7 separate regions of the Mus musculus genome follow, and regions 1, 2, 3, 4, 5 and 7 are each linked to region 6. The links are chromatin contacts, called in public HiCAR-type, HiChIP or PLAC-seq and promoter capture Hi-C maps. All regions are on one chromosome and are shown on one strand. The core of a region is the stretch at or near the end of the contact, and the rest is flanking DNA. Distances in the headings are between cores, read along the strand shown. Region 1 overlaps Zc3h13 (zinc finger CCCH type containing 13). Region 2 holds the start of Siah3 (siah E3 ubiquitin protein ligase family member 3). Region 3 holds the start of Zc3h13 (zinc finger CCCH type containing 13). Region 4 overlaps Nufip1 (nuclear fragile X mental retardation protein interacting protein 1). Region 5 has its middle 27 kb from the start of Gpalpp1. Region 6 holds the start of Cog3 (component of oligomeric golgi complex 3). Region 7 overlaps Cpb2 (carboxypeptidase B2 (plasma)).

Region 1 (3,788 bases), core at 393-2,892, 420 kb after region 6:
CATTACTCTGTAGTAAATACTGACACACGCTCTGACATACAGTCTGCTTATCTTAAGGAGCCTTGCTCACAGGTAAAACAGCTCACAGAATGAATGGACTTTTGTGCATGAAGTTTGGAATGACAATTATTCACAACAACCACTCATGTGAGGTCTTCCTGTATGTGCCTGGGAGACGAGGAAAGCAAATTCACAGAACAGTTAAGATGAAAAATATACTATTCCTACCAACCACTGCGCGGTACCTTTTCGTTCTTCACAAGCTGCTTCCGGATTGCAGAGTCCCGTCTGAAACATAATGCTTTACAACATGGTCCCAGGTCACTAAGAAGACTTGCTCGCTCTTCTTTTCGAAGTAAAGCAGCCATGTTGAGAGCCCCTAGTTCATGTTCGAAAAGGCTGTCTGCATCTTTCAATCAAAACAAGCATACGTTAAGTTTCCCTAATAGCGAAGTGTCACCATTGACTTAACTGAATACTCCAAGAACCTCTCCTTTACTAAACCAGAGTGAATGACTTGACAAGGCAAGCAGCAATGGTCCCCATGAACGGACCTTCAACACACAGGTACCTTGTTCATCTTAATAAGAACAATAATGTGATGTTATTTTAAATTTAAGATGTGCCAAAAGCAGACTTCAGAGGGAGAATGAGTCCACTGACTACTGACTTGGGAGAAAGGTCAAGCAAGAGCATTTAAGTCAAACTCAAGGGTCTGGCCTAGAAGTAAATCCCACTTACAGTCCTACATCTCAGGACAGCTCTACAGCAAGATTCAAACACAGTCACAGCAGAGACAGTGGCCTCTGGAACCCCTGCTGTGAGCACAGCTAGGTGTTAGCCAGACGCCTCAGACACATGGGACAATGTGCTAAGACACAATAACATGGTTTTCGATCAAACTATGTAAGGGAAAGAGAAAACACTTAGCTTGACATACACACTGACACATAGACAGATAGACGCATGTGTGCATGTACACACACAGACACATACACACACACAGAAATTTTTATTAAAAAATTAGGATGGGATAAAGTAGACAGAAAAACAGGGGTTAGAGGAGTTTTTTTTCGCAAGGCCATAGATCTAACCAAAGTGAAAAGAATGTGGTAAGAACCTTCAGATCATTTTTCAGGTTACAAAATGTTCACAATTACAATATTAGTAGTCTTAATAAGAAATTTTACTGATTATGGGACTAGGAAAAAGGACACAGGTTCATGACACTTTTAAAATAATACCCCCCCCAACCAAAAAACAAACAAAAAACCAAAACAAACGTAGTAAGTAATGGTGCCTTCACTTTTCTCCCTCCCCTGATTCAAGCATCGGCTCAGCCTCTTGTTGATAAAAGTTCTAGTAAGCTACAAAAGGACATCAGAACAAACCACCCATATCCATACATTAAAAGATTCAGTTCTGCTAAAAGTTGTAATCAGGTGAAATACTTTCTGACTAAACACTAACAGTCAAAGCACAGCACTACTCTGTCCCAGGCACTGTTCGCAGTGTCCTACCTGTACTAACTAGGCTGCTCTTCACTGCAGTCCAAAGACCTTGGTGGTGTAAGTACTCCAACTCCAACTCACAGGAACAGATAGGGACTAGGTGACAGGCAGGGCCTGGATCACAGACCAGTGACCCTACCCACCGAGCTAAACCATTCTGTTAAAGGCTTAACTTAGACTTTGCCCTTGGGTACATCCTCTGCTTGTTACCAGGTGAAAGGTTGTGAAGTCATCCATTATTTGCTTAGGAAAAAAAAAAAAAAGAAAAAACCTACAACATCATGAAGTGCTTTGTTTAGCCCTGGGCAAAGCTGTATATTCTGACACCTGAACTTCTGTGTTAGAAAGCAATTTTCTCTTTCTGTGGTGCTGCAATCGAGTCTAATGCCTCCTGCTTACACTCAGTCACTGAGGCAACCCTCCAGCCTTCAAAAACATTTTTGATACAGAAAGTTCATTTTCTTATTTTTCTAATGTTTTTGTCAGAATTAAGCTTTTCTTGAACTTAAGAAATAATATCAATAACTCCTTAAAACTGATCCTGGAGCACAAGTTCTGAAGACAACCAAATGGAGCCCTTCCCAAGACCACACTAACAATCATAGCATGTGACACAGTGAAGGCAAAGGAAGTCACCTTTGGGTTTTTCTACAAGTTGTTGACATGTTTCTTTAACTTTGGTAAAGAGCTCAGAACCAGCCAACTTTTTAGAAATCCCAACTCGTAGCAGAACAGCTCCAGGCGTGAACTTTAAGAGTGCAGCCCCAGGCTCTCTCGGTTCTTTCGGGTGCTTTGGCATTAGTCCAGACCAGTCCACATCTATTACATCTAATGGATCTGTAAAACAGTTAAAGAAGGGAAGAACAGGACTTAATCCCAGCACTCGGGAGGCAGAGGCAGGTGGATTTCTGAGTTCGAGGCCTACCTGGTCTACAGAGTGAGTTCCAGGTCAGCCAGGGCTACACAGAGAAACCCTGTCTTGAAAAAACAAAAAAACAAAAAAGAAGAACCTTTCCATTCTTAGCCGGGCGTGGTGCCGCACGCCTTTAATCCCAGCACTTGGGAGGCAGAGGCAGGTGGATTTCTGAGTTCGAGGCCAGCCTGGTCTACAGAGTGAGTTCCAGGACAGCCAGGGCTACACAGAGAAACCTTGTCTCGAAAAACCAAAAAAAAAAAAAAGAAATGGTTGTCTGAGGCTGCCGAGATGGCTCATCAGGTAAAGGTGCCTGCAGTCTGATTCTTGGAACCCACATGGAAGACAGAGAACTGCCTAGGAAAAGCTGTCTCTCTGAGTGCCACACATGCTCAGCCAAAAAAAAGGTAAGTTATTGAATGTAAAAGGGTAACACAGTGACTAGTCACACAAAGCAGACAAGCTACTGAAGACGTGTGACAAATTACATCTATAAGTTAGGAAATAAAAGGTCAAATGAAATAAGAATAGTATAATGATCCAGACCAAGCCAAGTAACTCCCTATCGTAAGAACAACAAGAAAACAAAACAACAACAGGCAATGCCTATAACCTGGGGCTTGGGGAGGTGCAGGCAGGAGAGTGAGAAGTCACTGTCAATTATACAGGGGGTTTGAAGTCAGCTTGGAGTGACTACATGAGATCCTGTCTCAAACACTAAAATAAACGGTCAGGAGTGTTGCGTCCTAGTACTCACTCCAGTGAGCCGGGCAATGTACACAGACAGCACGGTAAGGACAACAGTCACGGAATGGACACATTTCAGAAAAGGAACTATATCAGCTGTGTTCAAACAAACTTCAGCTACCTCTATTTTTGAAAGTTGTTTAAAAAGTTGACTGAGCCCACCGCAGTTGTGAAGTCTTGCATCGCATGCCTGCCATGGTGGACACTGGCAAGCAGCTGGGATGTGCTGAGGTTCTGGGTGAGATAATATGAATCTGAAACTCTGGAAAAGAACTCTTACAATTCTGCTCTTCCCTAGGACACGCTTCCACAGGGAGTGCCAATTAAGAATAGAGACGCACACACTGTACCATTCTTTTAATGGGAAGAGCTAAGTGCCCCTTACCACCTCTTACGGCAGAACAGAACCAAGCACGCATTCCCCCCCCCCCCCCCCCCCCCCCCCGCACTTCTGAGCTCTGCCGTGCGTTACCTGGCATCTTCTCTTCTTCCTGCTGGTCCTCTCTCTTTTCTGCATCCCCTGCCAGAATTTCATCTAGCTCGTCATCACTGATGGGCTCATATCCTTCCCCAGCACCAGATCCTAATGAATGTGCATCATCTAACTTGGATTCATC
Region 2 (3,270 bases), core at 146-2,645, 300 kb after region 6:
AGACAGTCCCACACTCAGTTGCAGACACAGCCCCTCCCCCTGTCCCTCAGTCTCCCAGTACAGTGAAGGTAGGCAAGCAAGCGGCAATCTAATCTAGAGTCCTGCGTTTTAGTTGATTTTCAGACCATTCCACCTCCAGGGAGTTCAGTTGCGCTGTCCCAGCATGCCCTTTCCCCACTCCCCACCTCCCCGGCATCCCTAGGCAGTGTCTCTTCATTAATTTCCTCATCTGCACCCTGACATGGAGAGGTCCTTCTGGCCCTGCATTTTGGCTTAGAACATTGACGTGAAGGGATGAACACGGTGAAAGCAGCACCGAGCGAGCAGGTGAGGCAGCCACTGGCAGGCAGCTCAGCAGCCAGCCGCCTGCAGGCTCCAGGCAGCCGCTGCAGCTCCTAGCTGGTTTCATTATTACACAATTGAAGCGAAGCCCTCCTCTGACTGCTCTCAGAGGAGGCTCACATCTCCTTGGCAGGAGGGAAAGGAGCTAAACTCCTCCCAGCAACTCAGACAGACAGACAGACAGACACAGACAGACAGTCTCTCTCTCTCTCTCTCTCTCTCTCTCTCTCTCTCTCTCTCTCTCTCACACACACACACACACACACACACACACACACACACACACACACACTTTGACACAGTTTGAGGACAAGGGCTAACTCTTGCAGAAACGGCCCCTTGCCAACTCCCGGGTCCTGTATCAGAGCTCCCCAGTCCTGAAGCTACTTCTGCACAGCCAAATCCTTGCATTGCACTGACCGGCGGGACAGACAGCAATTTGGGTAACTTTTCAGATTTTTTTTGTTCTCCTCGGCACTGGCCCACAAATGCTTGGGAGGGAGGTAAGGACACCTCTACCCTTCTCTTCCCTTCACCCTCCCTTTTGCCCCTCCCCCTGCCCCCTCTGCCCCTCCACCCCCGACTCCCCTGACTCCCCTCGGAGGACCGTGTGAGGAAGACACTATATGCCTGCTCTTCTGGTTGCTTGCCAGTCCAGAAAACACCACACAGTCACAGTAACAGCACCAAGCTATCCAGAGAGCGAGCATGAGGCAAGCATCCCCTGAGACCCCGGGATCCTAGCACCAGCAAACTGCCTGCATGAGCTCCCTGATAGAAGTCTCCTGAGAAAAGGCTAGAGCCCCCGCGGAGATGGCAGAAAGCACGAGAGGAAGCGACTCACCTTTAGGTTGTGCGTGGGGTTGACCACACAGACAAGTTGCCCAGCAGCAGAGAAAACCCGTTTAGCCTTGTAGTGCTGAAACCGGAGGTGAATGAGATCCAACACAGCCCCAAAGCACTGTGTAAAGAAAAGCATCACAACTTTTGGGGGGTTGTTGACACAGGAAGGCAGCGGAGGAAGCTGTAAGTCCTTGGGCTCTGAATGGAGCACAGCCTCGGAGACTCTCCGTTCCAGCCCGGCTTAGCGCGCCTTCATATTCATCATCAAAATAAGACGGTTAGAATCTTGCAGCAGCGAGGCAGCCAATCAAAAGGACAGAAATGTTATCCTTGAGGTTCAGAGACAGCCAATAACAAATACCTCCCCTACTGAAACTCCCTGATGAATTGAGCCTGGCGGAGAATGTATTATTGAACATTACCATAGATCAGCACACTGCATTTATCTTGTGATTACAGCCAACCATACATAATGCTGGGGAGATAGGCTGACAAAATTGATTGCTTAATGTGTCTCCATTTATTAATTGACTTAATTTAACATGAGAGCCTTTCTTAGTGCCCTGAACAAAACCCCCATCCAAAAAAGGAAAAAAATATAAAACATTTCCACCTCCAAACAGGAAAGCTTTGTGCTCCAACAGGCAGATGGGGTCGTCAGCTTGTGGCTCTACTCACGGAGCTGCCTGGAGAAAATCAAATACTACAAGATACTGATTCAAGATAAGAATTTGGCAGCCGCAGAAATGTGTATCTTTCAGTCTTATGCTCTGACTCTCTGCAATTTGGACTGTAGCCTCTTGATAAATCTAAACTCACTGTTCTTTAAGAAAAAAAGAATCCGACAGATGAATTTGGAATTGAGGAGGGACATGCATATAGTATATATATTTCAAAATACAGTAATCACTGAACTCTCTTTTATTAAAGCATAAAGATGCACAGAGCACGCTTCTAAAAATAATGAAATCCCTGATGCACGAACACACACACATAGAAAAACCTACAGGGGGAAGAAAGTGGATTGTACATCAGCAGAATAATTACAGATGCAGAGAACCTAGGCTTGTCACTCATTTGCATATTTGTGGGCAGCAAATTGCTAATTAACCAGTAGATTGTTGGAGACATTAAAATAGAGATTAGGAATACACACAGCACAACACTTGTTTGTCTGAATGCCAGCAGCAGCAGCAGCAGCAACAGCAGCAGCGCAGATAGGCAGAGACCAGTCTAGTCAGTAGCTGCCACAGAGCACTGCCAACCCCGTGCCGGGGCAGGCTCTGAGGCCACCCACAGGGTCCTGAAGGACAGCTCCTAAAGGCTTTGGGCTTGCAGGGAATAAGTTCCATGGTTTATTTAGTCTCTGCCACGAAAGCCCAAGAACTGGGAATAGTGAGTTTTAGTTCTTTGGCTGCTTCTACACTGAGTGGTCAGATAGACTGAGCTGAAGCCATTGGTATGAGGCTGTGGCTCCTTCCTGGACCCTCACACACGTCTCCAGGATATCTACAAACACAGTCAAGCAGCACAAAATTGTAAACTTGCTTGAAGCATCGTGAGACTAAAACAAAACAAAACAAAACAAAACACACACACACAACACTCTACCTCACTGTTGACAGTATGAACTTTGTACATGACAACATCTGTCTTGATGACAAAAAGTCACATGTGTTGGTGTCACAGGGCCCACACTGCAAGAGATATAAACTCTGATGACAAGACACCCAAGTCTGTGACCCGGTTGGGCACTTAGGATAAGAACACAGTAAAATACAGCAGAAAAGAAGGTGCCCAGGTTTAGGAAAGCCAAGCAGAGTCTGGGTTGATTTTAACTTGATTTTAAAAAAATCAAATCAAATCTAGAGCAGTGGTTCCCAATCTTCCTAATGCGGCGACCCTTTGACTCAGTTCCTCACATCATGGTGACCCCGCCGCCCCACCAACCATAACATTATTTTGTTGCTACTTTGTAACTGTTGTACATTGTAATGTAAATATCTGTATTTTCCAATGGTCTTAGGCAACCCCAGTGAAAAAAGGTCCTTTGATCCCTAAAGGGTCATGACCCACAGGTTGAAA
Region 3 (3,612 bases), core at 466-2,965, 470 kb after region 6:
GACATTAATCAGGCCCAATCCAGATAAGCTTCTGAGATCAGGTGTTCAGGGTGATACGGCCTGCTGAGAACAGAGAATATACTCAGAATAAAGGTTAGTGTTCACTCCAAGTCACCAGTAAACAGAAAGCAAATAAAGAAGCTGTATCCCTGGATTGAACATATCCAGGAAAACAAAAACAAAAACAAAGCAACACAAAACAACAACAAAAAACCCAAAAACCAAAACTACACTGTGTACAAACCTTATTTACATTATTTAAAATTAGCATAAAGTACTTTTATAGGATTTACATTGCACTATGTATTAGAAGTATAGAGATGATTGAAGGCATATAAAACATCGTTTTCCAGAAGGGATTTGAGTTTCTGCACATTTAGGTATCTGAGTCACCCCCTATGTGTTGGTATCAACTACATCCTACCAGATGCTCACACTGAAACTCAAGTTTCAGGGCACAACCGTTTGCACAGAAATTGTGACATTCCTACATCAGCTTGCTAAGTCTCCAGATGAAACTGTCATCTGATATAATCTAACTAAGAAGTTGGAGGTTATTTAAAAATTTATACGTCTGTGTTGCGAAATATTGTTGTTTGGATTCTAAAGCTAGTAATGTTAAGTACTACATAGCAAAACTAAGCATATAGGCAGAGCCGCATAGTGATCTGGACTAACTAAATAAACATATCACAGACTTTTAAACCCTTAAATGCCAAACTTAAAGGTCCAACCTTTTCAAATTATTTTTTTTTGAAATTCACAAACCAGGAGAGACTGTGCACGCCCATAACTGAAAGAGTTCAAATTATCTGAAGACTCCTAATAAAACGAATTAACTTAAGATACTGCCTCTCACAAGCAAGATCCTACCAATATCATCCAAGTATTTTCTTCAACTCTGAATACTTTTCCAGCCACATAAATGTCAACCTGCTTAGCAAGTGATACTGCCAGATATATCTTCTCCTTTCGTTCCAGCTTCCCGTTGCCTGGGAGTATAAAGATAAAACAGTACTCCTACACTCCCAATAGTATTTACTGCAGCCGGGAAATAAGCAAGACCAGGAACAATCAAAAGGACTCTCCTTTCTTCAATAGATCTGGAATACGTGAAGAAGGCAACTCTAAATCCAAGAAACACAACTGCTGCATCCTTTCACCACACACAAATGCGACCACCACACCACGGTATCCGAGTCCGCCTGCTTCCTGACACAGACTGCAGAATCACAACTGGAGCAACAGCCAGATCTAACACCAAGAGCCTCTGCAGAGTCAAGGGTGGGATGCTCAAACAGCGTTCAGAAACACAAGCAGCACAGAACAAGGCGAGCGAGGATGGAGGCCACAGCGCAGGACGCCCACACGAGCCGGGTCCAACGCCTCTTCCCATCCGCTCCCCGAACGCTTACCTCCTCTCCAAGCACCCTTGTAAGCGCAGTCTTCAGGACGTCCCTGACGCCTCAGCTCCGGCTGTCCCCGCGCCCGGCCCCGGGAGGACGACCAAGAGGACGTGCACGCGCGGCTCCCAGGGGCCGGCCCTCCTCAAGCGGGGCGGACGCCGGGAACAGGGAGCAGCGGAGCCGCCCGGATCTTCTCCCAGCTCTGGAGAGCTCCGGACACGAGACGAGAGACGCACAGAAGCCACTGCAGAGCAACGCTAAGACCACAACTCTGCCTGGCCGCTACACTGGCAGCATCTAAAAGCCGACGGAAGTCGCGAGTTTGCCCGACTCCTCCGCAGGCAAGGCAGCTTCCGGCCCCCAGATTAGTCGTCATCGAGTAAGCCCCGCCCCTCTCAGACCACGCCCCCTCGCGTCCGACGCGAGGGCAGTGCGGAGTGTGTTCCTGACGCCTGTTTACTAAGGTCTGGGGACACGGAGTCAGCGTGGGAGGACGGAGATTCTCAGTTGACTGAGATTCTGGTTTTCACCGTTTTCCATCGCATAAAGTGCTACTTTGTTTCGGCAGTAACCACCAGCCTGGTGCGTTTCGAAGCTGCAGATTTTGACAACCGCCCGTCCCCCGCCTGGGCCTGAAGCTGGAGCAGAAATGCACGGATTGCGTTTTCAAGAACAAGAGCAGAGACTGATTAAAATTTTAGGGTGCAAACCCTTGAGGTGCTACAGAGTGCCTTTGCTTTTCCTGCTTGGATCCAATGATCTCCGTAGATTTAGGGTAAAAGTTGCTTAGGAGGAGCTGGAGAGATGGCTCCAGCCGTTAAAAGCGGTTGCAGCTCTTTCAGAGACCAGGTTTGACTCCCATCCCCCACGTGACTGCTGACCACCTTCTGTAACCTTCAGTAACAGCGGTTCCCCATTTTCTTCTGGCCTCTGATGGGGGTCCAGCATAAACCTGGTGCTTAAACTCACACCCTCACGCCCCACCACACACACAGTACATCTTAAAACTGCTTAAGATAGCTGTTCATCATAAATCAAGGGACGGTGGGGTGGGACCAGTAGCTAACCTCTTAGAATAAAAATAATAAAAATAAAAATGTTAAAATACACAGGGGGCCATTTTCACTCTTAAGCTCAAAGTAGTGTGCTTTTTATTCTTCAACAAAACCAAGGAAACTGATTCAACTTAGAAGCTAATGCAACAGTTAAGTGTTGCTGAAATCAATAAAATAAAAATAATGAGAGCGGAGGTTAGGGCATTAAGTGTTCCTGATGACATGCCAAACTATTTTAGAGATGGCGGCCAAAGCTTCTGCACAAGTGGGTTTGATGTATCTCTCAGGCAGCAAGAATCCGTATCTGCCTGTATCTCGGAGCTCAATTGTAAACGAATATTTGATGCCCAAATCATAGATCCAATCGTCAGAACCTCCAGGAGCTAGATCTAAAAGAGACACAAAATATATTTATTTCATAGCAACAAACACTTTATTTCATTGTAGAAACGAAAATAGCTTCCTTCTGGATGTTACCTAAATTTCTTATCTGAAAGTTGTAGTCATCTAAAAGAAACCATGTTAAGAAAGAAAACACATGTTGCCCAGAACTCAACAATAATCTGATTAAGGAGTGATAACTGCCAATAACATTTTAGTACATTTTACAGTGCATGTACTTTCTGTCTTAATTTGTAACATTTCTGGAAGTAATTATTGTAACATTACCAAATGTATCATTATTGTGTTTGAATAGACATTATTTTGAGTCATTTTAAGGGATTGCATTGTAAACTATAGTTGATTCAAATAATTTTGTTGATAAATAACTTAGTTTCTTTAGAATGAGCACCATTGTCCATAAATCAATGTTTCCTACTTCAGTAGCTTTTCTAGAGTTAAAGTTCCTTGACTAAAGTGGTGTACCTTTTACAGTTACCACACTTGTCACCAAGTACTAATCAAAAGAATGGAACCTCTCTCCTCCCAGGAGAGTGTCAGCATACCCAACTGGCAGCTTCTGCACCATGGGCAAGAATCTTGCATCCTGTCAGTTTTCTGGGAAGAAGAAGAAGGAGGAGGAGGAGGAGGAGGAGGAGGAGGAGGAGGAGGAGGAGGAGGAGGAGGAGGAGGAAGAAGAAGAAGAAGAAGAAGAAGAAGAAGAAGAAGAAGAAGAAGAAGACGACGACGATGACGAGGAGGAGGAGGGA
Region 4 (3,470 bases), core at 357-2,856, 370 kb before region 6:
GGGCAACAGGTACACACATGGTGCAGAGACATACATGCAGGCAAAACATTCATACACACGAAATAAACCACTTTGTTGGACAAAGTAGCACACACCTTTAATCCCATCACTCAGGAGGCAGAGGCAGACAGATCTCTGATTTTGAGGTCAGCTTGGTCTACATAGTGAGTTCCAAGACAGCCAGAGCTATAGAGAGAAACCCTGTCTAAAAAAAAAAAAAAAAAAGAGAAAGAAAGAAAGAAAGAAAGAAAGAAAAAAGGGGAGAGAGAGAATGAATGAATGAGAATCCTAGGCAATGCACACCACTGATTCCATTTCTTAGCACAAGATGTATGGAGATGCCAGCCCTAAAATCTGGCAATGAAACAAATCTTCATAGTATAGGAAACATGAAGGAGTGAAACACAGCCCTCACCACTCAGGCTGATGATCATCAGAAACACCAACTAAAGTTCTGCCACTTCTTCCATCTATCACTGGACTGGGGACATAGCTCAGAGGGAGAATGCTTAGCATGCACATGCCCTTGGTCTGACCGTCACTAGCACTAAACTAACATACACACCCGCATTATCAGCTCGTGGAGCACAGACAGTGACAACTATTGTCAGTTATCCCGTAGTCTGGAGACAAGACTGGAAATGGCTTTGGGGAGTGGAGAGAGAATGGGGAAAGGCAGTGAATTTCAGTAAGGACAGTGCAAAGCATGTACCCAGCTATAAATAGTGGCCGTCCATAAAGAAGAGATGATGACTGCACGGGCTATGAATAAGCACAACAGGCAAAGAGCAAGGTCGTACAAGATGAGAACCTGACAACAACAGATACTCGTGAAAAGCAAGCATGACCTAAGGTTTCACAAAGTGGACTCTTGGCACTTGGATGAGCGTGACCTCTTCCCCGACATTCAGGGCAATGCTGAGGAAAAATAAAATTTGGAGTGGCTCAGTAGAAACTCCAAGCTGATGAGGAGGGGGGAAAGTAAAGCCTTCGTAGGAAGACAGGCACTGTGGCAGTGGAGCCGACCTTAGCACTGTGGCAGTGGAGCTGGCCTTAGTAGAGCTACTTTGTGGGCTCTTTGTATTTTTTAAAGAAACCAAAATCTCTGCCATGCCCTGCATGCCCGCCTGTAAAAGATGAGAGAAATGCTTAGAGAACAGCCTTCAGGGAGAATGGGTGACAGCTGTTCCCCATCTGTAGACAGGATGTAGAGAAGCCAGACACCACAGGCCCTGTGGTGGCTCAGCACCAAGTTCAGGGCTACTCAATGCCCTCCATGCAAAGGGGGCAGTTCAGCGTCCTACTGATGTCTTTACAGGATGGAGTCCACTAGTGGGTGAAACTGCTACTCTGCACAGTAAGCCAATGCTTTCCTTGCACTCAAACTGCTGCTACTCTTACTGTTTCTCCTAGGCCTATCCCAGACAGAGCACAGCTCCTCTCTCTCTCTTTATTAAAAACCGCTCGAACACAAGCTTATGCCACTGTAGTTTAATTTCAAAGTCTTTCTGAACGTCAGAAACATACACCCATTAATAAGAGGTAGACAGGGAACTCAGCCTGAGCTGGGAACAGCAGACAGGGGCAACGATGGGAAGAGAAAAGCTCCACCTAGTGGACATTGCCTGGGAGACAGGCTCTCCTACTTTGTAAGCACAGTGGGCCCTCCAACTTTGGTTAGTCTGAAAGATAACATAAAGATGTAACTTTTTTTCCTGGCTTTAAATCCATAGTCCAGGGTCTCTTTCACTTTTCTAGCAGAATGGCTACACAGATGTTAGCACTCTATTGTGCCAAAACACACACTGGCTTCCTCCAGAAGAGCACCTTTCACTAGAACAGTAACCTTCAAATTAAAAAGCATTTTGTTGTACCAATGTGGAATTCACTCATTTTAGGGTACACTCTTCAAAATCTGAGACTGATGCAATGTAAAATACATACTTGCAATGGAAATGTCTGAATATAACACAATATGATGTTATATGGATATATACAATGAAAGTTTAAAGATAAAATAAATTGGGGCTGAACAGATAGCAAGGCCGTTACTGGTTGCTCTTCCAGAAGACCCAGGTTTAATTCCTCATGGCTCACAACCACTGTAACTCCAGCTCCAGGGGACCCAGCATCCTCATCTGGCCTCCTTGGACACTAGGGATGCAAGTGGTAACAACAAGCACATAGGCAAACACCCAGTCACACATAAAACAAATCTAAGAATCTTTCAGTTCTTTAAAAATACACATTGAAAAATAAAGATAAAATAAGCGGAGAATAGATAGCTAGAAATAAAATTTAATATTTTTAAACTGCTTAATATTAGAGTACATGTCTTATAAATCTATCAAATGAACCAAAATAAAGAAAATATTTCCCATGTCTTTTTTTTTCCTGCCAACCTACCCCATTTCTCCCTTTCTAAAATGCCTTGCTTTCTATATTTTACAGGCAGAGCAGCACAAGGTCAGACACTCCACCCCAGCCTCCTGAACACCAGGACTACCGACACACATCCCACACCTAGTTCCCTATCCTGCTAATGAGTATGTACTAACGCTCCTGAATACCTGAAGGGGCAAGACCCAAGAAGTAAGATGTGAAAGAACCTCAGATGAATTAAAAGGTGCACAGAACACTTAACATCGCAGGTACAATAAATGTCACCCCAACCGCCACTCCCGTGTCCTCTCTGGCACCCCTCATGCTCTCAAGTCCCTAGTTCCACTTCATCACTCAGTATCTTGCACCCATTCATCTCCCAGCACTTCTGACGATGGTCACTGAATACCTGCAATCTACACTGAAAGTTCTACGTGAGAGAAGTCATGGAAAGCATGGAAAATTTTGTCCCAGCCCTCCTTTATTCTAGAGAGTAGGGGCTGCCCATGAATTTCACTCATAGTTCTGAAACACAACCAATTTAAAACTGTGTCACCACGCACAGTAACACACAGCTGCATATTCTCCCTTTTGGCAATTCTGTTTGGGGGACATTCCAAGTTCACGCCCACTAACACAGTCTACTTCTAGATAATGAGGTCTGCATGGAAATCTACTTAAAGCTGACGCACACCTATTGCTTTCCTAATGAGAAGCTGAAAACTAGGCTCTGTTTCCTTTGTTGTCTAGAGTGTGGGAGTAATATGAGAACAGATGTGAACCTTCTGTCAGGCAAAATCAGAACAGGCAGTGAAGAGCAGTGCAGTCTCCCCAGCGCCAGCAGCAGCAACAGTACCTTGAGCTTGTTTTTTCCTAGGAAGGATGGGCCGCTTTCAAGTAAGACGTGGACGCAAGGCTCCTGGAGGACACAGTTAACTGATGCAGACCTTCAGGCACTCTTCCTCTGAATGCTTCCCTAGGTCAACCAGCAACGCTAGAGTCCAAACCTCTCCCCAACCAAGTTTGGCAGTTTCCTTTGAAGTGAAGTATATAATCTCTGCATGACCACCCAACACCACTTCTGGGTA
Region 5 (3,282 bases), core at 51-2,550, 330 kb before region 6:
GGTGCTGTCCAGGAGATGGACTGTGTCTAAAATGCCTGCTCGTCCCCTCCTCGTTCACCGCCCTCAAACCCCTAACATCAAGAAGTACATCCATCTACCACAAACAGGGACGATGGAGAGTAAGGCCATCGCAGTTAGCTCACCACAGCCTGCTGTCGTTTATAAATCACACCGCAATTCAAAAGGATATATTTAGACTTTCCCCTCCACAAATAAGAAAATAATGAAAAAATAGGATTTCCAACTCCAACCCAGTCAGCAGCCAGAAAGCCCCAACCCCGAAATCAATCACATCTCTTACATAGAAGGGCAGTGGCTACAGCGGCCCTGGATACAGGTTAGTCAGGGTAGCAAACAGGCTGGACTTCACTCCTTCAAGCCCAAGACAGGATGTAGTGTTAGCAACCCGAAGTTAGCTGTCAATCAGGGGTCAGGGTGACTTGGACTGGGTGTCCTTGGGTTCTCTCAGTGCTGTGTGTATTTCTTGACTCTGAACCATAGGATCCCTCAGAGGAAGGGAAGGCATGGTTCTCAGAACAATGGCGTATATTCATGGCAAACAAAATCTAGAGGAGGGAAAAGAGAAACCTACCGTTGGCAAAAGCCTAGCATGGAGTAGTTAGGCATGGCTTTTCAGTGGATTTGAGTAGAGGTCATTTTTAATTTACAGTTGTATTATCATTCGCAATTAAATAAGTTGCTATGGTGCTTCCAGCCTCTCAGACACAGCAGTTAGATCATTCGTAAATGTATGCTTTCAGAGCCAAGAAGGCGAGGGATTGTTCTTGCACAGGAAGCTGTTCCAAAGTGGATTTTGCTTATGTTCCTAGCAAACTACCAATCTCCAACGTGGGCAGTAACCGCAGTGATTTAAGTGTTAATGACACAAACTGTGCTTGTTCCAGAGCTCTGGGGTTTCTGTTAGAATTTGGGAGAAGGTTCTGGGGTCATTTAAACCAACTCAGTAATTAACTACAGCCAAAAATCTAGCAGCATACTGAGAGGAAGAGGAAAAAACACAAGGAAAGAATGGCCTGTTGAAGCCTCCCCCGGAAACTGTTTCCACTCTAGACAAATGTCTAGGAAAGAACACTAAGTCAGCTCCTGTTGCCGTGTATTTATCGAGCCTATACAATATGTAAAGTGCTGATCTGAGAATACAAAAATACATAAGACATGACCTTTAACTCACCAGTCTAGTGGGGCAGACAATATGCAGAACCAACTAGTGCTATCTGTTGAGCACATGCCAGAGGTGTGTACATGTACTGATTGTGATCGTAGGGCATGCCTGGGCATGAGCTGAGAAGAAAGGGCTACAGTGAATCTCAGTGGATGCTGTTGCTGGTGTGTGGGCATTGAAGAGTGAAAGAGACCAGCTAGAAAGGAAGAGCCAATGCAGGGGGTTCAGCCTGTGGAGCTGAGGGTCAGCAGTCAGCAATGTTGCAGAGAAGACAGCCTGGATAGGAGGAGGGACAAGGGAAGCTGGCTCTGTGAGTTAAGTGTTTGAGGGTTACACATTTGAACCTGAATTTGAAGTACAGAGATACAAATCTGTATGTAACCCTGCCCCCGGGAGCAGATGGAGACTGGCAGACCTAGAGCAGTGGTTCTCAACCTGGGGGTCACGCAGGCTAGATAATTTGCACTGCAGTTTATAACGGTAGCAAAATCACAACTATGGAGTAGCAAAGAAATAATTGTATGGCTGGTGGTCATCACAGCACGAGGAACTGTATTAAAGGGGTGCAGCATTGTGAAGGCTGAGAACTACTGTCCCAGAGGATTATGAAGGCTGAGAACTCCGTGAGAGACCCTGGGGCTGGATAGATTGCTTAGCAGAGGATTTAGGTTTGGTTCCCAGCACCAAAATCAGACAGCTCATGATGCAGGCACCGACACTTACACATAAAATAAGGCATGGTAGTGGAGGAAGGCACCCAGCATTAGCTCTGACACACACAACATCTGATACTAGAAACCAGGAGCCAAAAATGGTTACTAGCCTTGGTAAGTCTGTGAATATAGAGTCACAAAGTTAGGGGAAGTATGCCTGACATATATAAGTAGAAATTCTGTTAACTGGACTGTTGGGGGAACTCTCATCAAATGCATAGATTAATCCTTCTCAAAAAGACACATTAGCCAGGGCCCACCGGTGAGAAAACTCAGTGGGTACAGATGCTTGTCTTCAAGCCTGAAAACCTGAGTTCAGTCCCTGGAACCCACACAGTAGAAGGAGAGAGCAGATGATTCCTATAGGTTGTTCCCAGGCGCATGCACACACACACACACACACACACACACACACACACAAAAGGGGGGGGAGGAGAGGGAGAGCTCAAATTTTACACGTCTATTTTTTCTAATCTACAGAATCTTAACCACAAACACCAGATAACCTTCATTCTACCTAGATAAGCATCAGAGTGCACTTGCGGAGAGTATAAGCTGGGGCTTCAAGGTTCAGGATAAGCACCGAAGGCCAGAGAGAGAAAACTGCACAAAGACAAGCAGAGAGCTACGTTAGTGGTCCTAGAATGGCTTAGATGCCATGACAGAGGATGTCTGTTGCTGATGCAACCAATCCAAGGCAAGAATCTACAGATTCTGGTTGGGGAGCCAGAAGAAGAATAGCGATTCCAGGCTAGACGGGGAAGAGCCCGACAGGAGACTAACAAACTGGGAGAGACACTACATATGAGACTAGTCTATATGAGACTAGTCTACCGTACATTAATCATATACAATGACAGATTTCATTTTGACATTGTCATCCGTGTATCTGATGCAGTTTGATTAAATTCACCCAGTCATCCCTCGTACTGCTGCTGATCCATTTCCTCTCAACAAGTCTCTACTGTTTCTTTCTTTTTGGTGACCCAGTGAATTTAATTAAGGTTGCTTCCGTGAGCATGGGTGAGGAGTTAGGTGCAGAAACATAAGCAACTTCCCATTGGCTACACCATTAAAAGAAATGTTTCCCCTTTCCCCAGCAAACATTAACTGTCACTAACTCTCAAGAAACAGGACCCCAGACGGTAACCTTGTTAACTTGACTGGATCGAGGCACACCTAGGAGATTAGTAAAACACCTCTACATATGTTTGGGGTTGGGGGTGGATTTCAGGAGACAGGCAGATCCTGTGGGTTCTGATCTAATGGGTAGATTAACATATTGAGTCATAATAAGATCATTAGTGGGAGGTGGTGTAAGATACGAAGTAGAACCTAGTTGGGGAAGCAGGTCGCTGAACTGGTATCCGTGGGAGATGGCTGCTA
Region 6 (3,532 bases), core at 859-3,358:
GATGGGGTGGAGTCTGCCAATTCGGCCAATAGGTTACTAATGCTGTTTCATTTTTCTTAACTATATTACAATCATTTTTTGTTGTTGTTGTTTTTTTAGAGACAGGGTTTCTCTGTATAGCCCTGGCTGTCCTGGAACTCACTTTGTAGACCAGGCTGGCCTCGAACTCAGAAATCCGCCTACCTCTGCCTCCCAGGTGTTGGGATCAAAGGCATGTGCCACCACGCCCAGCCCCTTCTTTGGCTTTTTAAGACAGAATTTCTTTGTGTAACCCTGACTGTCTTGGAACTTACTTTGTAGACTAGGCTGGCCTTGAACTCAAGAGATCCACCTACTTTTGCCTCCTGAGTGCTGGAATTAAAGGCATGTCCCTAGCTAGAACCATATTTTCTATACCATAAGATTATTAATTCTTATTTTGAGATACATTTTTTTTTTTTTGGACAGCAGTCTCTTTTTTGTGGTCTGCACTGGCCTCTAATTCTCCTACCTCAGCCTCCAAGTTGTAGAAATCCCTTTGTCTCAGCCTCCCTGCTGATGTTATTGCAAACATGAGCTGCCATACTCAGCTCTCTTGAGATAAAGTTAGACTTCAGCAAGGCTCCAGAGATTGTATTGTTCAGGTGTGTCTTTCATCCAGCTTTCCTACTATTGTCTTATCTAGCCATGTACAATCAAAGCTGGCACAACACCACCAATGCCTAAATTACAAACTTTATTAAGATTCTATATTTTATTCTATAGTCTCATCACAATTATCCTTTCTTCTGTTCCAGGAATCAGTCCAAGATACCACATTGCAATGAGAAGTCATTATTCAGTAGTCTCCACTATGTAAGAGCTCCTTGGTCACTCCTTGCTCTTTAGTAGTTTGATACTCTTTTAAACATTGGCTTTTGGGGGCTGGAGAGATGGCTCAGAGGTTAAGAGCACTGACTGCTCTTGCAGAGGTCCTGAGTTCATTCCCAGCAACCACACAGTGGGTCATAACCATCTGTAATGGGATCTGATGCCTTCTTCTAGTGTACCTCAAGACAGCTACAGTATACTCACATACATAAAATAAATAAATCTTAAAAAAAAACATTGGCTTTTTATTTTAAAAATTTATTTATGTGTGTGTTTGCATGTGCCACATGTATGTTAGTACCCAGAGAGGCCAGAAGAGGAGGTTGGATCTCCTGGAACTGAAGTTTCAGGTGGTAATGTGCTGCATATTGTGGGGGCTGGGAACTGAACTGGAGTCTTCTGAAAGATCAGCAAGTTCCCTTAGCCCCGAGCCATCTCTCTACCCTGACCTTTTTGAAGAATGTTGTTCAGTGTTTTGTGATTTTCTTCATTTTTCTACATTTTTCCTTTTTAATTCTTGGTAAGGAAGAAGGTTGTCTCTTTTTCACCTTTTTGCCCAATTTTTTTTTATATTCGTATATACTCAATTTATATACTTACAAAGTATATTTATTCAATTATTTAGGTTTGATCTAATATAATTTGTTTAGGTGTTCAAATGTGTATCATGATTTAAATGGCAGAATAATTTTTGCAGTTTCATGTTTGGATAGACAGTTATTGATCCAGTTCTTCAATGTTGGACATTTAGGTCCCCCCCCCCCCCAGTTTTTTGATATTATTAATGAGGCCTGATATGTTTGTCTTTGAATTTGTGTTTCCACAAACTAGTTTTCTAACAGGGAAGTTGTAAGTTTGAAAACTTGGTGCTCTTGGTTGCTATGTCAACATGGAAAGCATCCATAACCCATCTGACAGGAGAGAAGATCTTTGGAGTTCATTAATTCTCCTAATCCGTTGGATGACTTACAACTTGTTAAAAAGAAAACCAAAAACAAATCTGAAGAACACATTATCATAAAGTTATTGATGTTGAAGAAGCTTCCGGTAGGGGCAAGCTTATTTCCGCCCATTCTTGTCTCCTACCCTCTGGCTTGAGGTACACCTCAACCGGAACTGTTTGGCCTCCGTCGAAAGCCACGTCTGTTTTGGCCTCGGTCCCGCCCCCACGCCGGGGAAGCGTTTCCGGGGTCAGGGCGCTCGGGCCCGCCCCGCCGCGGCTGCGGCGCTGGAAGTCCCGGTCCTCCCGGAAGTTCCCGGCTCTGCCTGTCGGGCTCCGGTTCTGCGCCGCGGAGGGGCCCAGGGCTGCGGAGATGGCGGAGGCGGCGCTGCTGCTGCCGCCCGAGGCGGCGGCCGAGCGGGACGCCCGCGAGAAGCTGTCTCTCTGGGATGGGAGACCCGACTCGATGGCGCCGCTGACAGACAGGCAGACGGACTCGGTGCTGGAGCTCAAGGCGGCCGTGGAGAACCTGCCGGTGCCCGCCGAGGTGAGGCGAGGGCGTGGGCTGCGCCCGGCCTCCTGCCCCGTGCGGGGATCTGGCCGGTCCTCTGAGCCACCGTGGCGGGTTCGGCGGGAGGGGCCCGTGTGTGCCCTGCTGTCAGCAGCCTCACTCTGCCCGCGACCCAGGGTGGCCCTGCCAGGGTGCGTGGCCGTCCACGCGAGGGCGTAGCCCTCCCCCAGCGGCGTGGGACGGTTGGCCCGAGCCTTGCTCCGGGCTTCTTGCTCCTGGTGTCCCCGTGTCAGAGTAGCCCTGCCTCCCAGGAGCCTGTCCAGCTAGTCTGTGTTAACTGCATCCTGGAGGCATCAGGCTTGCTTCTTTCCCGGGGGAACAGGGACACTTAGAGGGGATCAGAACTGGCCCCGAGAAACAATTTCATTTATCACACCCCAAGCTGTGAACTCCTGGTTTTGGGTTATGGAAGATAAGATTTATTAAACCTACAGCAAAGCAATAAATTAAAAAGTTATTTTTACAAGTTGACTCGGTTATTAAGTAGCGCTTTGGGTTTTAGCGTCAACGTTTTCCCAGTTACCAGTGGGACAGTATGCATGTTACTGTTGGTGTGATTCAGTGCAGTTATACTGGTCAGAGTACTTTTATTTTTTGGATTGTTTATGTGTTTCACACGCTCTTCTAGTTTCGAGGCCGAATTTTGGGTTATTTTATTATCAGTGGTGGTTAGTTTTGATGTTGGAAACCATTTCTGTACGATTCGTAATCCTGTCCAAATGCAGATTGAATTTGGCTTCTTCACCTCTGCCCTCACACTTTAGAGGTGTGACTAGACGCGTTCTCTGCACCTTTGTGTGCTGTGCCGTAAAAATACGTGTTCTTAGGTGTGTTTCTCTGCCCACCTCCAGGATGCCATACAGGAAATAGACCTAAGTAAACGAGGGAGCAAGTGGAAAGTTCTTTGATCTGGCTATGTTTTATGTTCTGGATTATAAGTGGGTGTGGTGTGGTGTGGGGTGTGTGTGTGTGTGTGTGTGTGTGTGTGTGTTTTGCTGGGGACTAGACTGAGGATTTTGCCATTGCTGGGTAAGTGCCATACTAGAGATTTACAGAAACAGGCTTATGTGTGTTCCCAGTCTGTTTATAATTTTTGTGCCCCATTATCGAAGCTGGTGTCACGTTTATTGAGTATGGAGAGGGTTGAAAGTAAAAGGCATCTTACTGGTTTA
Region 7 (3,634 bases), core at 166-2,665, 500 kb after region 6:
CTTCACAGTTTTGACGAATATGGAGCGATAATGTAAGATGATGGGTTTTGGAAGCATGCACGAGGGCCAAGCAAGAACTCCATGTGTCTCCTCTGCACATTTCTTGTCACTCTAAAAAATACTTTTTTTTTAAGATTTATTTTTCTGTACCTGTCTCTGTCTGTCTGTCCATCTGTCTGTATCTGTCTCTGTCTTTCTTTGTCTCTGTCTCTCAGTGTGCATGTGTGCATGTGTATTGTGTAAATGTGTACCAGAGGTTAGGAGAGGGCCCTGGATCCCCTGGACTTGGAGACATCTGTGGCTTGCTCCCTTATGGGTTTTCCAATTCTCCGTCAAAGCAGCAAGTGTTCTTAACCTCTTAACCACTCATTCTCCAACCTCCTAAAAATACATCGAATAGAAGATTTTATTAAAGAAGTATACAGAGAACTATGAAAGTGCAGAAGAGGTTATAGTAGCTTTCAGGAGGGTACATAGACATTATTAGCACAGGCTCCGTAGGAGGAATGCGTCATTTGAGAGGAGGGAACCCTCAACTGAGAAAAATATCTCCATAAGATAGGCTGTAGGCAAGCACGTAGGACATTTTCTTAATTAGTGATTGATGTGGGAGGGCCCAGCCCATTGTGGGTGGTGCCATTCTGGGCTGGTGGTCATGAGTTCTATAAGAAATTAGGTTGAGCAAGACAGAAAGAGCAAGCCAGTGAGCAGTACTCCTCCATGGCTTCTGTATCAGCTCCTGCCTCCAGGTTCCTGTCCTGCTGCAGTTCCTACCTTGGCTTCCTTTAGTGGAGGGTGACTCAGTATATGTAAGCCAAACAAACCCTTTCCTCCGCAGGTTACTTTGGGCCACGGTGTTTCATCACAGCCATGATAACCCTAACTAAGACACAGTGTTTATTGACTAAGTTAGACTGGCTGAGGCTGAACCCAGGAGGTCACAGGGCTTTGCTGGGAAATGGCAACCTGCACCTTCTAGTACACGGGTGTTCAGAAAAGGAGAAGAATAGTAACTAAACAGAAAGAAATTATCTGTATCTCCTGCACCTCTCTAAACCATAGTTGAGTTTCTAAACCACATAGCTGAGTGTGGACCTCCTAAAACCTTGGCAACAGTAAGAGGTTTTGGCATGCATGAAAACCAAAAAAAAAAAAAAAAACCAAAAACTAATTTAAAACCAAACACCAGATGAATCCAAGGCACTTGTGTAGCATTCTCCTGTATGGCATGACATGCATGAGGTCACTGCAGCTGTTGCTCTGAACACACAGCATGTGTACTCTGTGCCACCAGACCACACAATTCCAGTGGATCCCAAAACACCTCAACTCAGTTCCACTGTCCTGAACGGCGGTGCGTGACGGCTTTCTGCTGCTACAAACTCATGGCGGTTTCATAACTGAAAACAAGGAGTCAACACTTCTTTACTGCTTCCCCTCGGCATCCACAGGTCAGCGTCACCTTTGGATTGGATTGTGTTAGTCTATTGGATTTTAAAACTTGCCGTTTGAGTCACTGACTTGCATTTCGTAAAAAGCCATTATAAATGAATTTTGGCCTGGGGTTAGGACAGAATTTCCAACAATTCCTACAATGTTTCTGTCATACTTCTCCCACCGTGTGTGGAGTATTTATGCAAGACGGACTTCTCAGCATTGATTGCATAAAAATGAGGATATTGATTAACACGGAGAAAGTTGAAAACACTCTTCATTCTGTAGTATCAGAAGCTTCGGCGGCGTTTACTCCTTTGTGTACAAATACACTCATCTCATTAGCTTGCAATTTTGTCTTCATCTTTATTAAACAATAAGGTTCTATGGATACTGAAGAATTGGTTTAAAACCAATTTCTTTAGGACTTATTTTTGGCAGATGATTGCTTTGTATATCGGTTTTATATACCTGTATACCCAGGGTCACATGTAAAAATATTAGGCAGTCCTTCCATAGAGAAGATTTTGAAAGCATACCGATACATTTGGGCTTCCTTTTCCCAAGTAACTAGGAGTAAGGAGATAACCATGATTAGCAATGGGGCAGAGGATGCTTTTGTTTAGAGAACTTTGATAAAATGACTCTGGATTCTGGACACCATTGAGAAGAGCAAACAGTGGTTCATAGAACATCAGCCTGGGAAATTTGATGTGGATCCCTGGTACAGGTTTAGCATAATCCATTCACCCACTGCCTAGGGGCATATGTTCAAGGCTATGTATTGAATCATTCTTCAAAGTGTCAATAACTGGAAACACGCATGCAGCTATCCTAGGGCGTTTTCCAGTTATAAAGAATGAGTTTGATTTATAACAGTTAACTTGGGGATGATTTCCGTGATATATTATAAAGCAGGGAAACAAGATGACGCAAACTGAAATATGGTCCTAGTTTTGAAAAACTAATTTAGAAGAGAAAGAAAACCACTATGTATTAAAAGCAGGAGAAAGTTACGAATAAACAAAGAACATATTGTGAACCCCAGCTCCCATGGCTGTCTGGGAAGGAGAGAGGGCAAAATATGATGTGCTTTTGATCACAGGTATCAAACCCAGAGCCTTATACATAGCTGCAATTGTTTGTTTGTTTTTATTTTTGTTTTTTTGAGACAATGTCTCACTATGTAACTTTGCTGTTCTGGAACTCACTCTGTAGACCAGGCTGCCTCAGACTCACAGAGCTCTGCCTGCCTCTGCCTCCTGAATGTTGGGATTGAAGGTGTGTGCCACCATGCACAGCTAATTACAATTGGCTTTTGTTTGTTTGTTTGTTTGTTTGTTTTTGTTTTTGTTTTTAAAAAAGGTCAGCTGGGTGTGGTAGCTCAGGCCTTTAATCCTAGCACCAGGGGCAGGGGCAGGGGCAGGGGCAGGGGCAGGGGCAGGGGCAGGGGCAGGGGCAGGGGCAGGGGCAGGGGCAGGGGCAGGGGCAGGGGCATGGACAGAAGCTACAGAAAAGGCAGGAAATACAGAAGAAAATGGCCACTGGTATGCCGAAGACCTTTTTTTCCAGGTGACACAGTTTCAGTGTTTTGTTTGTTTGTTTGTTTGTTTTGGTTTGATTTGGTTTGTTTGTTTTTTTGAGATAGGGTTTCTCTGTATAGCCCTGGCTGTCCTGGAACTCACTCTGTAGACCAGGCTGGCCTTTAACTCAGAAATCCGCTGCCTCTGCCTCCCGAGTGCTGGGATTAAAGGTGTGCACTACCACGCCTGGATAGTTTCAGTGTTTTCTCTCTAGTTTTTTCTTTCTTAAAAAAATAATTAAAAAAAGAAATCTTAACATTTTATTTACTCAGAAAAACCAAACCAAACCAATGACAGCAGCAACAACAAGAATGACAAAAAACAAATATTAAAACCACTCTTGACTACAGAAGGCACTATGGACTCCAGTGCTGTGGAGCCTCATTTTCGTCCTCGATCATTACAATAAACCGAGCGCCACCTTGCACGGTATGTAAATCCTGACACGTCTCAGTCTATGAATAGCACCCCCCCCCCCACACACACACACATACACTTTAAGTATCTGCCACGTTAATTCTGGTATTTTGAGTTTAGTTAGTGCAAGCCATTGTTTTCTCCAAGGGTCTAAAAACCATCCTAGCATCCAAACCCTACGACCTAACTAGAAAGCTGAA

Evidence for each region. Promoter capture Hi-C pulls out the DNA fragments that hold promoters and counts their contacts. HiCAR-type assays count read pairs that join an accessible place to other places. HiChIP or PLAC-seq counts read pairs in DNA pulled down with a chosen protein or histone mark.
Region 1: a contact with region 6 is called in a promoter capture Hi-C map of liver, with 4 times the contacts expected there. The contact joins the enhancer-like site here to the promoter of Cog3 in region 6. A contact is called at or near these places in 12 of 39 promoter capture datasets (the 3T3-L1 cell line, the HPC-7 cell line, HPC-7-derived erythroid cells and 8 more), 10 of 115 datasets of contacts at active chromatin or transcription factors (the 230-238 cell line, differentiating embryonic stem cells, embryonic basal ganglia and 7 more) and 3 of 9 other capture datasets (adipose tissue, embryonic stem cells and pancreatic islet).
Region 2: a HiCAR-type map of astrocytes shows a contact between it and region 6, with 2.4 times the contacts expected there. The contact joins the promoter of Siah3 here to the promoter of Cog3 in region 6. A contact is called at or near these places in 2 of 39 promoter capture datasets (cranial neural crest and hippocampal neurons), 1 of 484 Hi-C or Micro-C datasets (CD4 T cells) and 5 of 115 datasets of contacts at active chromatin or transcription factors (astrocytes, effector CD8 T cells, embryonic basal ganglia and 2 more).
Region 3: a contact with region 6 is called in a promoter capture Hi-C map of embryonic stem cells, with 3 times the contacts expected there. The contact joins the promoter of Zc3h13 here to the promoter of Cog3 in region 6. A contact is called at or near these places in 24 of 39 promoter capture datasets (the 3T3-L1 cell line, 3T3-L1-derived adipocytes, the C10 cell line and 14 more), 1 of 15 datasets of contacts at CTCF or cohesin (embryonic stem cells), 7 of 484 Hi-C or Micro-C datasets (CD4 T cells, CD8 T cells, cardiomyocytes and 3 more), 29 of 115 datasets of contacts at active chromatin or transcription factors (the SCID.adh cell line, T-cell acute lymphoblastic leukemia, acute myeloid leukemia and 20 more) and 5 of 9 other capture datasets (adipose tissue, embryonic stem cells, liver and 2 more).
Region 4: a promoter capture Hi-C map of liver shows a contact between it and region 6. The contact joins the enhancer-like site here to the promoter of Cog3 in region 6. A contact is called at or near these places in 2 of 39 promoter capture datasets (the C10 cell line and liver), 3 of 484 Hi-C or Micro-C datasets (B cells, CD4 T cells and embryonic stem cells), 3 of 115 datasets of contacts at active chromatin or transcription factors (the 230-238 cell line, large pre-B cells and microglia) and 1 of 9 other capture datasets (adipose tissue).
Region 5: a contact with region 6 is called in an H3K27ac HiChIP or PLAC-seq map of embryonic stem cells, with 5 read pairs. The contact joins the enhancer-like site here to the promoter of Cog3 in region 6. A contact is called at or near these places in 3 of 484 Hi-C or Micro-C datasets (cerebral cortex, cortical neurons and palatal mesenchyme) and 1 of 115 datasets of contacts at active chromatin or transcription factors (embryonic stem cells).
Region 7: a promoter capture Hi-C map of liver shows a contact between it and region 6, with 4 times the contacts expected there. The contact joins the enhancer-like site here to the promoter of Cog3 in region 6. A contact is called at or near these places in 13 of 39 promoter capture datasets (the 3T3-L1 cell line, the HPC-7 cell line, cranial neural crest and 8 more), 5 of 115 datasets of contacts at active chromatin or transcription factors (the 230-238 cell line, the SCID.adh cell line, embryonic basal ganglia and 2 more) and 2 of 9 other capture datasets (macrophages and pancreatic islet).

What each region holds. Positions count from the first base shown.
Region 1 is chr14:75,335,930-75,339,717 of GRCm38.p6, reverse strand. It overlaps Zc3h13 (zinc finger CCCH type containing 13), which reads right to left. Exons shown (of 19, transcript NM_001359875.1): 16 at 3,644-3,788; 17 at 2,148-2,348; 18 at 246-409. Among named protein-coding and RNA genes, the nearest start is that of Zc3h13, 53 kb to the right of the region's middle. Within about 2 kb of position 1,642, at least 7 of the 459 cell types and tissues checked have an H3K27ac peak or open chromatin away from gene starts, as enhancers often do. A contact at or near this core is called in liver, where this site is marked.
Region 2 is chr14:75,454,107-75,457,376 of GRCm38.p6, reverse strand. It overlaps Siah3 (siah E3 ubiquitin protein ligase family member 3), which reads right to left and starts at 1,395. Exons shown (of 2, transcript NM_001128093.1): 1 at 1,187-1,395. The coding sequence starts at 1,321. Gm41212 (a long non-coding RNA gene) reads left to right here. Exons shown (of 2, transcript XR_874827.2): 1 at 1-785.
Region 3 is chr14:75,282,469-75,286,080 of GRCm38.p6, reverse strand. Zc3h13 (zinc finger CCCH type containing 13) reads right to left here and starts at 1,715. Exons shown (of 19, transcript NM_001359875.1): 1 at 1,416-1,715. Cpb2 (carboxypeptidase B2 (plasma)) reads right to left here. Exons shown (of 11, transcript NM_019775.3): 11 at 2,526-2,850. The coding sequence ends at 2,666.
Region 4 is chr14:76,120,232-76,123,701 of GRCm38.p6, reverse strand. All of the region lies in intron 5 of Nufip1 (nuclear fragile X mental retardation protein interacting protein 1), which reads right to left. Among named protein-coding and RNA genes, the nearest start is that of Nufip1, 11 kb to the right of the region's middle. Within about 2 kb of position 1,606, at least 11 of the 459 cell types and tissues checked have an H3K27ac peak or open chromatin away from gene starts, as enhancers often do. A contact at or near this core is called in liver, where this site is marked.
Region 5 is chr14:76,082,374-76,085,655 of GRCm38.p6, reverse strand. No RefSeq gene overlaps it. Among named protein-coding and RNA genes, the nearest start is that of Gpalpp1, 27 kb to the left of the region's middle. Within about 2 kb of position 1,300, at least 36 of the 459 cell types and tissues checked have an H3K27ac peak or open chromatin away from gene starts, as enhancers often do. A contact at or near this core is called in embryonic stem cells, where this site is marked.
Region 6 is chr14:75,753,069-75,756,600 of GRCm38.p6, reverse strand. It overlaps Cog3 (component of oligomeric golgi complex 3), which reads left to right and starts at 2,108. Exons shown (of 23, transcript NM_177381.3): 1 at 2,108-2,336. The coding sequence starts at 2,163.
Region 7 is chr14:75,247,847-75,251,480 of GRCm38.p6, reverse strand. All of the region lies in intron 1 of Cpb2 (carboxypeptidase B2 (plasma)), which reads right to left. Among named protein-coding and RNA genes, the nearest start is that of Cpb2, 7.4 kb to the right of the region's middle. Within about 2 kb of position 1,415, at least 4 of the 459 cell types and tissues checked have an H3K27ac peak or open chromatin away from gene starts, as enhancers often do. A contact at or near this core is called in liver, where this site is marked.